Regions from separate parts of the Mus musculus genome. Here region 1 is linked to region 2. The links are chromatin contacts, called in public Micro-C maps. All regions are on one chromosome and are shown on one strand. Each heading gives the region's core, a stretch centred on a gene start, on an enhancer-like site or on the middle of the called end of the contact. The rest is flanking DNA. Distances are from core to core; before and after follow the strand shown.

Evidence for each region. A called contact is a pair of places that touch in the nucleus more often than the background predicts.
Region 1: a Micro-C map of the AtT-20 cell line shows a contact between it and region 2, with 1.9 times the contacts expected there. The contact joins two enhancer-like sites. A contact is called at or near these places in 8 of 484 Hi-C or Micro-C datasets (the AML12 cell line, the AtT-20 cell line, the N1E-115 cell line and 4 more), 1 of 115 datasets of contacts at active chromatin or transcription factors (embryonic stem cells) and 2 of 9 other capture datasets (adipose tissue and pancreatic islet).

Annotation. Positions count from the first base shown.
Region 1 is chr7:66,036,676-66,042,565 of GRCm38.p6, reverse strand. Pcsk6 (proprotein convertase subtilisin/kexin type 6) reads right to left here. Exons shown (of 22, transcript NM_011048.1): 19 at 3,482-3,585. Among named protein-coding and RNA genes, the nearest start is that of Snrpa1, 21 kb to the left of the region's middle. Within about 2 kb of position 3,740, at least 13 of the 459 cell types and tissues checked have an H3K27ac peak or open chromatin away from gene starts, as enhancers often do. A contact at or near this core is called in the AtT-20 cell line, where this site is marked.
Region 2 is chr7:65,940,039-65,946,302 of GRCm38.p6, reverse strand. All of the region lies in intron 6 of Pcsk6 (proprotein convertase subtilisin/kexin type 6), which reads right to left. Among named protein-coding and RNA genes, the nearest start is that of Gm51486, 12 kb to the right of the region's middle. Within about 2 kb of position 2,017, at least 7 of the 459 cell types and tissues checked have an H3K27ac peak or open chromatin away from gene starts, as enhancers often do. A contact at or near this core is called in the AtT-20 cell line, where this site is marked.

The DNA.
Region 1 (5,890 bases), core at 2,491-4,990, 95 kb before region 2:
CAAGAATATCTTATGGTGTAGTTGTGTGGCCAACCTACCCCTCAAACTGGGATTCTCTAATTAGTTTGTTTGTTTGAGACAAGTTGTGTGTGTGTCTACCCCTGGCTGTCCTGGAACTCACTCTTCAGACCAACTTCTGGCTTTGAACTCAGAGATGCACCTGCCTCTGCCTCCCAAGTGCTGGGATCAAAGTTGTGCTCCACACCGCCCGGCTTTGAGGCACTGGGTTTAGTCCCTAGCACCAGAAAATAAGAAATTAGAAAACGGTGTTGGCTGCAGGATCAGTTGGAAAAATGCTAGAACTCTGGAGGTGAATGATGGCCATGGTCATGGCCATGACAAGCCCATGTGAATATGCTTAAAGCCACTGATCTGTGCATCTGAAAATGGCCATGCTGGGATGGCAGGCACAGCAAGGGTGTGAACAATCGCATCTGAACAGTCCCAGAGGGCAAGTTCTCCTGATGTGCCTGTGATGTCCTGACTGTCAGCTTGAGTGTATTTAGAACCACCTGGAGACACACCTCTGGCTTGTCTATGAGGACATTTCCAGTGAAGTCTAACTGCCCTCGATGTGGGTGGCACCACCCCATGCATTGAGGCACTGGACTGAATAAAAAGGGGGGAAGCAGGAGGCCAGCTAAGCCCCAGCATGCATCTCTCTTTCCTAGCTGGGCATGCAGCGTGGCCAGCTGGTGCATACTCTTTCTACTACTGCTAGAGCCTTTCATGCTATCGTGCCTTCCCTATCACAACGGAGGGCATCCACAAACCACGAGCCAACACAAATCCATCAAAAAGTTGCTTTTGCCAAGTATGTTGCTAATGAAAGACACCAATGCCAACTATAGCAAGAATAGGACAACCACAGTATCCAATATGCAGTCATGTTTCCGAATAGTTAGAAGGGAAGACCTTGAGGGTTCCCAACACATAGAAATAAATATTTGGGGAGATGGAAACACTCATGACCTTGACTTAGCCATCACACATTGAATGCAGGCACTGAAAGAGATCATGGAACCTCAAAAATCAGTACCGATGTGTCAACTAGATTTTTTTGAGTGGTTGAGATTGTAAACTTTACGTTACATATATCTTAACAACAAAACATGCTGGTGAGCACATTTGCTATGAAACTACTCTCATAACTACTAATGAATGTCATACTCAAAACCTCTCAAGGATTCCATTCGGTCTCTAGAGGCCTGTGGGCACCAGCAGTAAGAGCCCCCACAGTGCTAATGAAAACGGCACAATGGGCTATGCTTATGCTAAGCCACCATGCTATGTCTAGTACAAATAGAGATACAGACCTTTGTGTAGAGGCAAGAAAACCATGCTGTGAGAAGCGCTAAGGTTTCTTTGGAAACCTCTCTGGAACTGTTGTGGTATTTCTTTCTCTTGCTGTTTCTTGTTGGGTTTTCCCAGGCACAGGCCAGGGTCAACCCTCCCAAGGGCCTAGGGAACTGCCCCATGATCTAGCGAGCATGTACACATGTCCACTGGCTGCCACTTGCCCTGGGTGGATAGGTGCAAAGCAGCACTTCCCTCTCCCATGGGTCAGCCCATCAACACCGAGCCAAAATTCACAACCTCAATGCCAGGATGCTCTGGGCACCAGCCCTGGAGGTAGTCAGGAGAGCCTCAGTCCCAGGGTACTTGGACCACAGCAGGCTAGCCACCATGCTGAACTAAAGATGGCATCAGGCACAGGTGCTTCAAGGGAGATAACACGTGACATGGAGCAAGGAGCTCCCGATGACTGTGAGTGGGGAGGAGAAGGCTCTGGGACCCATCACTGCCTCGAGTTAAGTGTGTTTTAGACAAGTTAAAAAGAGCCCCCATGGGGAGACATGGAGAATTCCTCTCCTCTAAGAGCTCTGCAGCTGCCTGATATTGAAAGAAATGCTTCAAGGGAGGGAGGAGACGCGGGACTGAGATAAGAAAACTTATGAGTGATCCAATGCCACTGCCTGCTAGGCAGTCTGGGGACCTCGAGAAAGACAGGCGAATTGAATTATTGAAGTCAAAAGAGTTAAAGGACCATAGCCCTCAGTGCTATGGATTCAAGTGACTCTGACATTTAAACAGGTAGCACTGGAGACACTTCTTAAACCAGGACTAAAATCCAGACATAAAAACCAGCAAGGGCAACTCTCTGAGGAAAGCTGGCGTCTACCCATGGAAAAGCCTCTTGCTAAGGTTAAGCCTAGATCCTTCTGGGGTTGTCTGAGGATGGGGTGGAGGGAGGCATGCACAGTGGGCTAGGGTCAGCACCACCCGTGGCTTGTGGATGCTGGGATCTCTGGCACGTCCACTTGGATAGTACAGCTGATAGCAGTATGAGGCCCCCACGGGACCACACGGAAGACGACGGTACCCGCCTTCTGGCCTTTTTAATAAATGGTTTTGTGGCAAACGAGATTTAGCTGAGACCTAATTCTTATATTGTCACTGCAGCAAAAACTCCATCTAACGTGAGTTTCTTAGAAGGCACCAAAGTGCTGGGGGCGGGAAGAAAACGGAGGAGAATGCTTCACCTGGAACGGATCTGAGCACATAACTCACCACGCATGCGGAGGACTGCAAAATGAAACCCAATAAAATGAATGAAATCCCCGCTACACTCTGCATAAAACCTGTGCCCGGAGACATCGGTGCTATAATCTCGATGGGAAACGATAATGCATGTAAAATTGTTTATGGCAGTCTTTCCCTCTCTGACTAAAACGTTCAGAATAAGTGGAGAGGGTTACAGAGAACTGAAGTTCTGCTTTATCACTCGGCGCTGGCGCCCGGCTCAGGCCCCACACCTCTCAGAGGCCTCTCAGTCTTTATGGTGCTGCGTTTTAGTTAATTCTGCAGCAAGACTAGAGTTTTAAAGCCAGCCAGCTTACGAGCTGCTGAACCTCCTCTCTCTTGTGTAGAAGCGCTCGTGGCTTTTGCTCTGCATTCGGAACCAAAGGACGGCTATGGGTTTAAAGCTGGGAAATCCAGGGCCACTTGCTCAGAGTGGGTCTCTCTCTGCGGTTTGGATTGTGGTTTTGTTTTTAATTTAAAAAACTGTTGGTATCTGATACATAGCAAACTGTACCGGATCAAACATCTTCAAGTGTGTAGTCGGGTGGCATTACTGAGTTCACACCAGTGGGCAGTCATTACTACCCTCTGTCTCATTTCCCCTAACTTGCACTTCTGTGCTCATTAAACAGCAGCTCCGCATTCTCCCACTCCAGCCTTGGGAGTCTAGGAGGACCTTTGTGGTTTTACAGTCTTATTTCCCCCAGAGGTCCTACACAGGAGGCAAATGCTCTACCCGTGAATTACACTTTAAGCCCCTTGCCTTTAAATTTTACTCTGTAATAAATCCAGGAACCCACAAAGTTACAGAACTTCCTGAATTTCAAGGTAGCTGGCCTGTTCACCTCCGGGAGCAAGCATACAAATGTCCAATGAGACCAAAGCCTTGGCAGCTTACCCACACAGGTCCGGCAGGTGTGATGGCATTCCCCACATTTGACGAGCTCTGAATCGAAGTAGGTACCCGGTTCACAGTCCGGAATGCAGCTGCCCCGTGCCAGGCTGGTAAGAAGAAAAGTAGGCCAGTTTCCATGTCTGTCCCGAAATTCTAATTAAATTAGAATCTGTCCTCAAACGCTTTTCACAGGAGGAAATGAAAGTCATCAGAGCGCAGCGCCTTGTGTCACCGATAGTTCCCAGCTAATGAAAGCTGGCAAAGCCATCCTGAAGCCAGCTGGAGGTTCTGAGGCCTCCAGCCTGCTGCAAGAGGTCAGAGCTTCCAGCTTTCTCCTGTGCTAGGATGGCTTATCTCTGTAGCTTTTCCTGAGACCTGAGTCAGAAATTATCTCTGTAGCTTTTTCTGAGACCTGAATCAGAAATCTCCCATTTCCCTGGAAATCTGGAGCACTGAGCAGTTGCCACTGCGGCAAGCTAGTTCCAGCTTACTGGTTTGAGTCCCCAGAGGATGTGTGTGTGTGTGTGTGTGTGTGTGTGTGTTGACCTTTAGTTCTGGATCTGCTCTGGTTTCTTCCTTACTCTCCTGTTTTACATGAACTTGAAACAAGAGCCTCTGGCATCTGGCAGCCTGCCACATCTGGCTTCTGCCTTCCTTTCTTACCCTATCAGTGCCTGTATACCTGTTCATTAGCTAGGCAGCCCGGCAAAGCATCATGGACACAGACCACTGATACAGGACCTGGCTCCACCACCAGCTACCCCAGGCGAGCCAGCAAGGCCCATTTCCTCCTAGGAGTTGGTTCCTATGGCATAAAGCTGCTTGGCAGATTCACTGAACAAATACATATAACTGTCAGTGTCTGGCACACGGCAGTGTAAAGAAGTGTCACCTACTATGCTGTCTTTGGTTCCTGGGATTGCACTGTGTACGATACACAGTTGTAAATGGGGTTGCCGATAAACAGATTGAGCCGAGGCTCTAGAGTGCACCTGTCAGCTCCAGCATGTCCTGCTGTGATGTGATTTATAATTAGAAATATATATTTAGTCTCATCCTGGCACACAACTCCAAAACTCTTTAGAATCAATAAGTGTCATTTTGCATGCTAGTGAGATAACTGGTGCTGGGGGCTCTTCTGTGGCTTCATGGTGGGGGAAACTGGTTGCCAGGTAGACAAACCATTGATCAGAGTAGGAACTTCCAGTCTCACCACCCCAACCTCAGAGGAGGTGAAAGAAACTGAAGGTGCAATTAGTCACCAATGGCCAATAACATTAACATTAACTCCATAATGGAGTCTCCATGGCAACTCCAAGAAACATGATTTGGAGTTTCCAAGTTGATAAACAAGAACATATACTTAACTCAGGAGGCTGAGTCAGGGGTACTGCCATGAGTTCAAGGACCATTTTGAACACAAAGAACACATCCATTCACCTGCTGGGAGGGTGTTGCACCCAACTCCACAGGAATGGGAGGTCCTTGACCCTGCCAGTGTTGCTCTATGTGTAATACCACTTCATCTGCCTCCTTTTTAACACCTGTGGAATACATGGCTAAAGTAAGGAAACGCCACCCGGTTCTGGGAGCAGGTGTAGTAGCAAAGCAATCAGACCCAAGGAGAGGCCGAGGGAACTCCGACAGCCAGCTGGAAGCCAGGATGGTTCACCCTGGGGTCTGGGTCTAGCCTCAGAAGCAGGATCGGCATCGAGCACTGAGTTCTCAACTTGTGGGCTCTGGTGCCAGGTGTGGGTGGATAGGTGTGAGAATTAAGTAAGGTTTGTGGGGTAGCCAGTGGCTATCATCCACCCATTCATGTTTTGATGTCCAGAACATAAGTGTTCTGTACTACATAAATAGAGTAGGAAACCCCCACCCCCACTCCCACGTGTTGCACCTCCATCTAGTGGGGTGGTGCCCACAGGGTTGCGAGCTCCTCACCACAGATGGCAGATGCTCGCCTGGGCCTTTTCCTCACAGTGATGCCAGGGCCATCATGCAGGACAGTTAAATCATGTTTGTAATAACTTCCCTGTGAACCCCTCCAGTGTTTATCCCCCTAAAGAGATGGATGGCCGGGAGGCGGCGGCTAGGCTGTTCTCTCACAGCTGTGACGTGACAGCAATGATTTGAAGTCACAGCTGAGGAGGATATTGGGCAATAAAAGGAAGCTTTCTGTGGATTATGGCTGGCCATGTTTCCCTGCTTTGTTTGTGCTCCTCCGTGAAAGCATATTACTGCAGCCATCATTCCTGCAGAGTGACTGCTGCCTGAGAGGCTCTTCCTCCCCTGCATCCGCACCCGACTTTGCTCTTCCCCACAGGACACAGAGATAGGTCCTCTGGGAAATAGGTTTCAGGGAGTTGGATCCACAGTCTTCTATCCTTTGTACCTTATGCTAGCAGCCCA
Region 2 (6,264 bases), core at 768-3,267:
CATTGTTACTTCCTAATGTAAATATCTAACATACAACTCTCAAAGGGGTCGTGACCCACAGACTGGGAAACACTGGTGCAGGAAGGCAATGCCTGCCCTGACTCTTACATTGTCCCCAGACATGGGGAACAGGACAAGGATCAGAAGTGAATTTTCCAGTGACTTGGGAATTCAGCAAAGAGCTGAACGCTTTTGGGATATATTCGGAGACACACGGGACACTCACATATCTACACCACAGGCAAGAACAGCAACCCAAGAGGGTGTGCAGCTGAGAAGGAGAAAGCCAACTCATGCCCGGAGCTGGCCTCTGAAGAAGGCAAGCGGGTAGTGAATGTAAGACATTGAACAGCCATGAAGGGAGGGAGATTGCCCTGGAGCTGTTCATAAGCCTGAGGAACTGCTCGACTGTTTTAGTCCATCCTTCTCAGGGCCATCAGGAAGGAAGGGCCTCCTCAGTGTTTGGGGGATTATCTCTAGAACTCTGACCTGGGCGGCCCAAGATATCAGGAGCCAGGCTCACCTTATCCTCCTGGAGAGGGTGTGGTCACCAGGGTGTCGAACTCCCCCTTCCCAGGAGCTCAGGACTTTCCTAGGAACTTCCAGACCCAGCAGGCAAGCACTTTAGACATGATGTGGGGGGTGAGGGATAGGGAAGTGGGGACCCCTCTTCCTTGACAGCACTGCCTCTCACAGTCACCAAATCTCCCAGGCCTCCTGTGCATTGTAAATCCTTCTGCTTTGACGATTAACTTGGAGCTTAAACAGCTGCCTTAAAATGCTCACAAGCGTCAACTGCTTAACGGAGGCGCTAATGAGGCAGAATTCTGTGACTCAAAATTAACATAATTAACCAATTTATGGGCACAGATTAATTTAGTTGTTATGTACTTAACATTTTTTGTGTTTATGAAAGGAAAAAACAAACCATGATTTAGTTACCCAATCAAAGCCTGGAGTAAAAAAACGCCAACAGAAATGTCTGCTGCTGTTGGCTTCTGCTTCCCAGAGGACAAGTAAAGACAGGAGAGGCTGCCCACAGTCAGGGAGGCCGAGCAGGGGACACTGCTCCAAATGCCCATCAAACTCGGGGTCCTGGGGTCCTCTCCTGCTCTGCATCCTAGAGCCACCATCTCCTGAGCGGCCTGCGGGAGCCAGGAGTTCCTCCAGATAATGGTGTGTCTTAGAAGCAGGGGACCCTGATCTCTGTACCTCAGCGTAACCCTCTTTCCTGCATCATGTTAAATAAGAGCACAGGCTAGGTACTGGCCAAAGGCTATCCCACACTACTGAGCATTCCTGACAGCAAGGTCAGCTTAGGCCTCTACATCTGTGTCCCCAGAGAGCTTCTGTCAGACCCACAGTTCTGAACCTGTGGGTTGTGACCCCTTTTGCGGACAGGGATCACCTAAGACCATCCGAAAACACAGATATTTATATCACAATTCATAACAGTAGCAAAATTACAGTTATGAAGTAGCAGCAAAATAATTTTATCATTAGGGAGTCACCGCAACGCGCAGGACTGTGTGTTATGTATTAAAGGGTTGGGGCATCAGGAAGGCTGAGAAGTACCGACTCACAGCATGCTGAATGCAGAGTGCAGCCAGGAGCAGCTGGCATGCTGAACAGGCTCACCTCCTTGACCCACAGGCTGAGTGAGGCCTCTGCATTCCGCAGACACCTGCAGGATGGGCCTGCCCGGGGGATCTCCACTGGCAGGTAAACTGTGCTGGAAGGGTGCAGCCAAGTCCCCTACTACGTATGCCAGCTGACAGCAGGTGCAACGAGAGACGAGCAGCATCGCCAAACAAAACAAACAGCAAGCCGAGGAGGAGGCCTCTGAGTGTGTCAGATTATTTTAAAATAAAATGAACAATTTGTAAAATGGGACTTAAAAGGAAGGCTCACAAGCAAGAGAGAAGAGAAATGTTAAGTGGCTCAGTGGCAGCTGACCTCAGGGTGTCATTGCTATGCCCTGGCACCAGAGAGCTAGGCTAGAAAAGGCACAAGCCAGCCTTCAGGTCAGCAGGCCTGTGCTTACCTATGCTCTGCCTCTTAGCAGTTACCTGACCCTGGAGGTGACAAGTCACCTCCCCGCTCAGTTCTGTTTCTGACGGTGTGACATGACCACGATGACACCAGTTCACACAATCCTGCTGAGGATCAGATGTAGAGACACAACTTGGTGCTGCAGTCACAACTCAAAGTAGTCAGCAGTGGCTGCTGCTGTTGTACTAATAAAAAGATATCCTAAGGGGGCTGGAGCAAGGAAGTGAAGTGAACACACAGCCTACCTCCCTCCTCTCAGGGTCCAAATTTCCAGGACTTCAAACAAAAGAAGGAAAAGAACAACTCTGGAACAGTCACGCAAGATGTCCCTCAGAATAGAGCACAGAGATGAGATTCGGGTGGCAGGAGAAAGTGCCCTGGAGCAAGTCTGCTTGGAGCGAGCAGTTCCACAGGCTGGGTGCCAGGTCAGCAGGGATCCTACCCAAGCATCCCCCGGGATCGCTGCCTACCTGCAGGAGAGCGAGGAGCAGCACAGGAGTCATTCCGAGATGAACCACGTGAGAGATGGTGGTAGGTCAGAGAGAAGGGATGGTGTCCTGAGATTAGACAGCCCACCCAGTAAGTACCCTTCCAAAGGGACAGGGCCAGTACCTGCCAGGTGACTGATGCTCACTCAGAGACAAGAAATTTATAGGCATAATTGTGAGTGTGCAACCAAACCCAGCGAATATCTGAAGAAATCCAAATTCGAATTGAAAAGTAACACGGTCAGATGTCATGGCTCATGCCTGCAATCCAAGCATTGCTGAACCCAGGGACGAAGGATGGAGAATCTGGAGCCAGCACGGGCCGCACAGCAGGGTTCTGTCTCCAAAGATGGGATAAGAGGGTGAATGCAGGCGGGGGGGTGAGTGGGGCCCTCCAACATAAGTGTCAGTATGCGCAAAACCATGCAAGATGCCACACATAGTATCTGTTAAGAATCACTAGAGCTCTCCTGATTCCAGGAGATGGGAAAGCTACAATTAACTCCATTCTTCCTACTTCAAAAAGCCAAACCCTGAAGAGCGTACAAGAAACAGGAGAGAACTCTGAAAGGCAGAGAGGCAGGCAGGCTGATTCTGACCTTCTTCTGTTAAGATCACTACATAGTAGTGAAATCTTGGGTCTTCCCCACCCCACCTTCCACCTTTTTGTCTCTTCTTCCTTTTAACTCATGTGTGTGGGTGTTTTGCTTGCATGTCTGTCTGTCTGTCTGTGTACTTTATGCATGCAGTGCCTCCAGAATTGAGAAGACGGCATTGTGCCCCAACAGGACTGGAATTAGAGATGGTTGTGAGCCACCATGTAGGTGCTGGGAATCAAACCTGGGTCCTCTGGAAGAGCAGCCAGTGCTCTTAACCCCGGAGCCATTGCTCAAGCCCCATCATATCTTTTGTGGGTGTGGTCTGTGGTTTATTTTGTTTTGTTGTTTTGTGAGAGTCTTTCTGGGGCAGGATAGAAAGATAGACACACACAGGCACATGATGGCAAGAGCAAGGAAGGGTGGGGCTTTCAGTGTCCTTACAGTAGCTGTGGTCTGGAGTCTAACACTCCTCCTCACCCTTGACATCTGCATGAAGCTTTCACCAGCTGAGACTCGAGAATCCCGACACAGCTCACAGAATTTGTTTAAAGCTTTCTTTCTACTTTCCCAACTATAAATCCCACAATTTTGTAGGAATCTCATTAGAAACCCCCTTCGAGTAAAATGTCATATCCTCACCTAGTGGCTTCTGGTTAATCTAAAAAGAACAACAACAAAAAAAAATCTTAGCATCCCTTCAAGATGTAACATGGGAACCACCAAAATAGTGCTCAGCTGCTTAAAGGCGGCTCTCCCTTGAGAATCGACAACCAAGCTCACACAGGACAACCCTTCCCTAAGAGCCCATCCCTGCTTTTGGGTTTGCTGATTCTTTCCCCGGAACCTTTCTATTTTTAATAAACTTTTCCCACATTAGCTTGTCCTGAAAATCCTTTCTTCAGCCTGGCCATCTATGAAGAAGCTGAAGTTGTGTGTGACAGCTTTGGAGACACTGGTGGCCATATGTCCCCTGGGTTCAGGACAGTACAATCTCACATTTGCTTCCTATACAATGAAAAAGGACTCCCTTGCCTTCTTGGGTGACAGTGTGGAACAGTGTCTCTATCACTGCTGCCACTGACATTGCTATGAGTCTCAGGCTGGCCTTGAACTCTCCATCCTCCAGCCCTAGCTTCTTAAGTGCTAGGATTAGAGGCACACATTACTACATTCAGTTTGCTGTCTTCTTTTTTAATCTCATTTATTCCAGAGCTAGAGATGAAGATGATGGCAACCCAGAAATATCACTGGAAATACACAGAAGGAAAAAAAAAGAGGGGGGGGGGCAAAAACTTTGTTTATCCAGTGTAAGCAGCAGGAAAAAGGGCAGCCTAGGAATCCAACAGGAAATGTTCATAAACAACCACCTGACCTCAGCCAACAACAGCACAGGGAAGTTTCAGTACCAGCCCACAAAGTTGGGTGGTCAGCCTGGACCTCCACCCCTGTGAAAAACTAACAAGACCCCACCACCACCACCACCCTAAGCCCAGTGGTGTCAGAAAGCAGTAAGAGGAAAGCAGGACCTCTATCATTCCAGTCACAAGAAGGGCTCTTCTCATGAAGTCATGCAGGCATGAGAAGTCCATTGTTGACCCCCTGCCAGGCAGCATCCAGGTGCTCCCCCCTCCCCCGGTTCTTCCCTGGAGTTGTAATAGGAGATGTGGTGAGGAGTGGTCACAGTAATGAGATACGCCCCCCCCACTCCCCAGTGATATAACTGAATACACACAGAGATAGCGTTTCCATCATGCCCAGGATGGATGGGGAAGAACATGGATGCTCACACACATGTGCCCTAATGAGGCAGTAGCCCTCCCTGCTGGAACTATGGCACAGAGAAAGCTAAGATGGGAGGCTTAAGCAAGACTAAGAGTGTCTACACAAAATGCACAGCTTTCTAGTGAAAATCGCACATCACTCCAAGTACGGCAATGATGCAGCTGTAAAGGAATGCTACAGTGGAGGAACAGACTGACGAGAGGCCATGGTGAGAGTGTCTGTCAGCAATCTCGACACAAGCATGCTTGACACAAATGACAACACATGAACGAACAAGTGGAGATTATCAGCAGAGAGATAGAAGATGGAAGGCACTATCATCAAAATGACAAGCTCAGTAAATGCAAGGCAGGAAGGGAGAAACGCATGGACTGTGAGGCCCACAGGCGAAGGAAAAGAACTACAGCAAAGATCTCATAACGGTCTCACCAGAGCCCATAAAAGGGAGGGCCGGAAAGGTGCTCAAAGTAAAAGCTAAGGTCTATGCAAATATTAAAAGAGATACAAAATTACAGACTTGCTGAGCAGGGCTCCTCGTGACTTTTCTGTATCACAGTTGAGAGCTGAGGCACAACGCTGTCTGGTGGTTCTAATATGTGTATGTTAAGGCCGTTATAAATATTACACAGGGGGAGAAGAGTGAGGTGTAAAGGAAGGTGAGGGGGCCTTAGATAGTTAATTAATTATTCATAGTCTGATCAGTTATATGCATTTTTATACAGTAAAGCAGACCATAGATAAATCAAATTGGAATATAAGCAGCACCTAATCACCCTTCAGGGAGAAGGAGAAAGACAAATAAAATTACAGGAAGCAAGATATTAGATGTCAAGCATGGAGTGAGCAAATTCCGCTGCTGTAGACAAGCTGAGTTCAGTTGCCAGCAGCCACATCAGGAGGCTTACAACATTCTGGAACGCCAGCTCCAAGAAATTTGACAATCTTTTTCAAACTACAGGGGTATTGTACTGCATGTACAAATCCACACAAAGACATATAGATATAGTTTTAAAAATTAAAGATAAAGTGTTAGGCTTAAGCCCTAACAGATCAATAACATATCAGTAACATATCAATAATGACATTAAATATAAAGTGCTCAAAATAAGGTAATTCATGGTCATAGATTGGTAGTGTGGGTTTAAAAATCCATGTTTGGATGTATATTCTTTCTCTACATATATAAATATAACTAATCCAGGCAGGTTCGAAATGAAATGATGGGAAAATAGACCATCCAATTAACCATGAAAGGAGAGCTGAGTAACTATACTAACGTCATAGAAAGTAACATCCAAAGTGGAGGAAGGGACAGAAGATAGAGAGATCGTTTATCGGGCTGG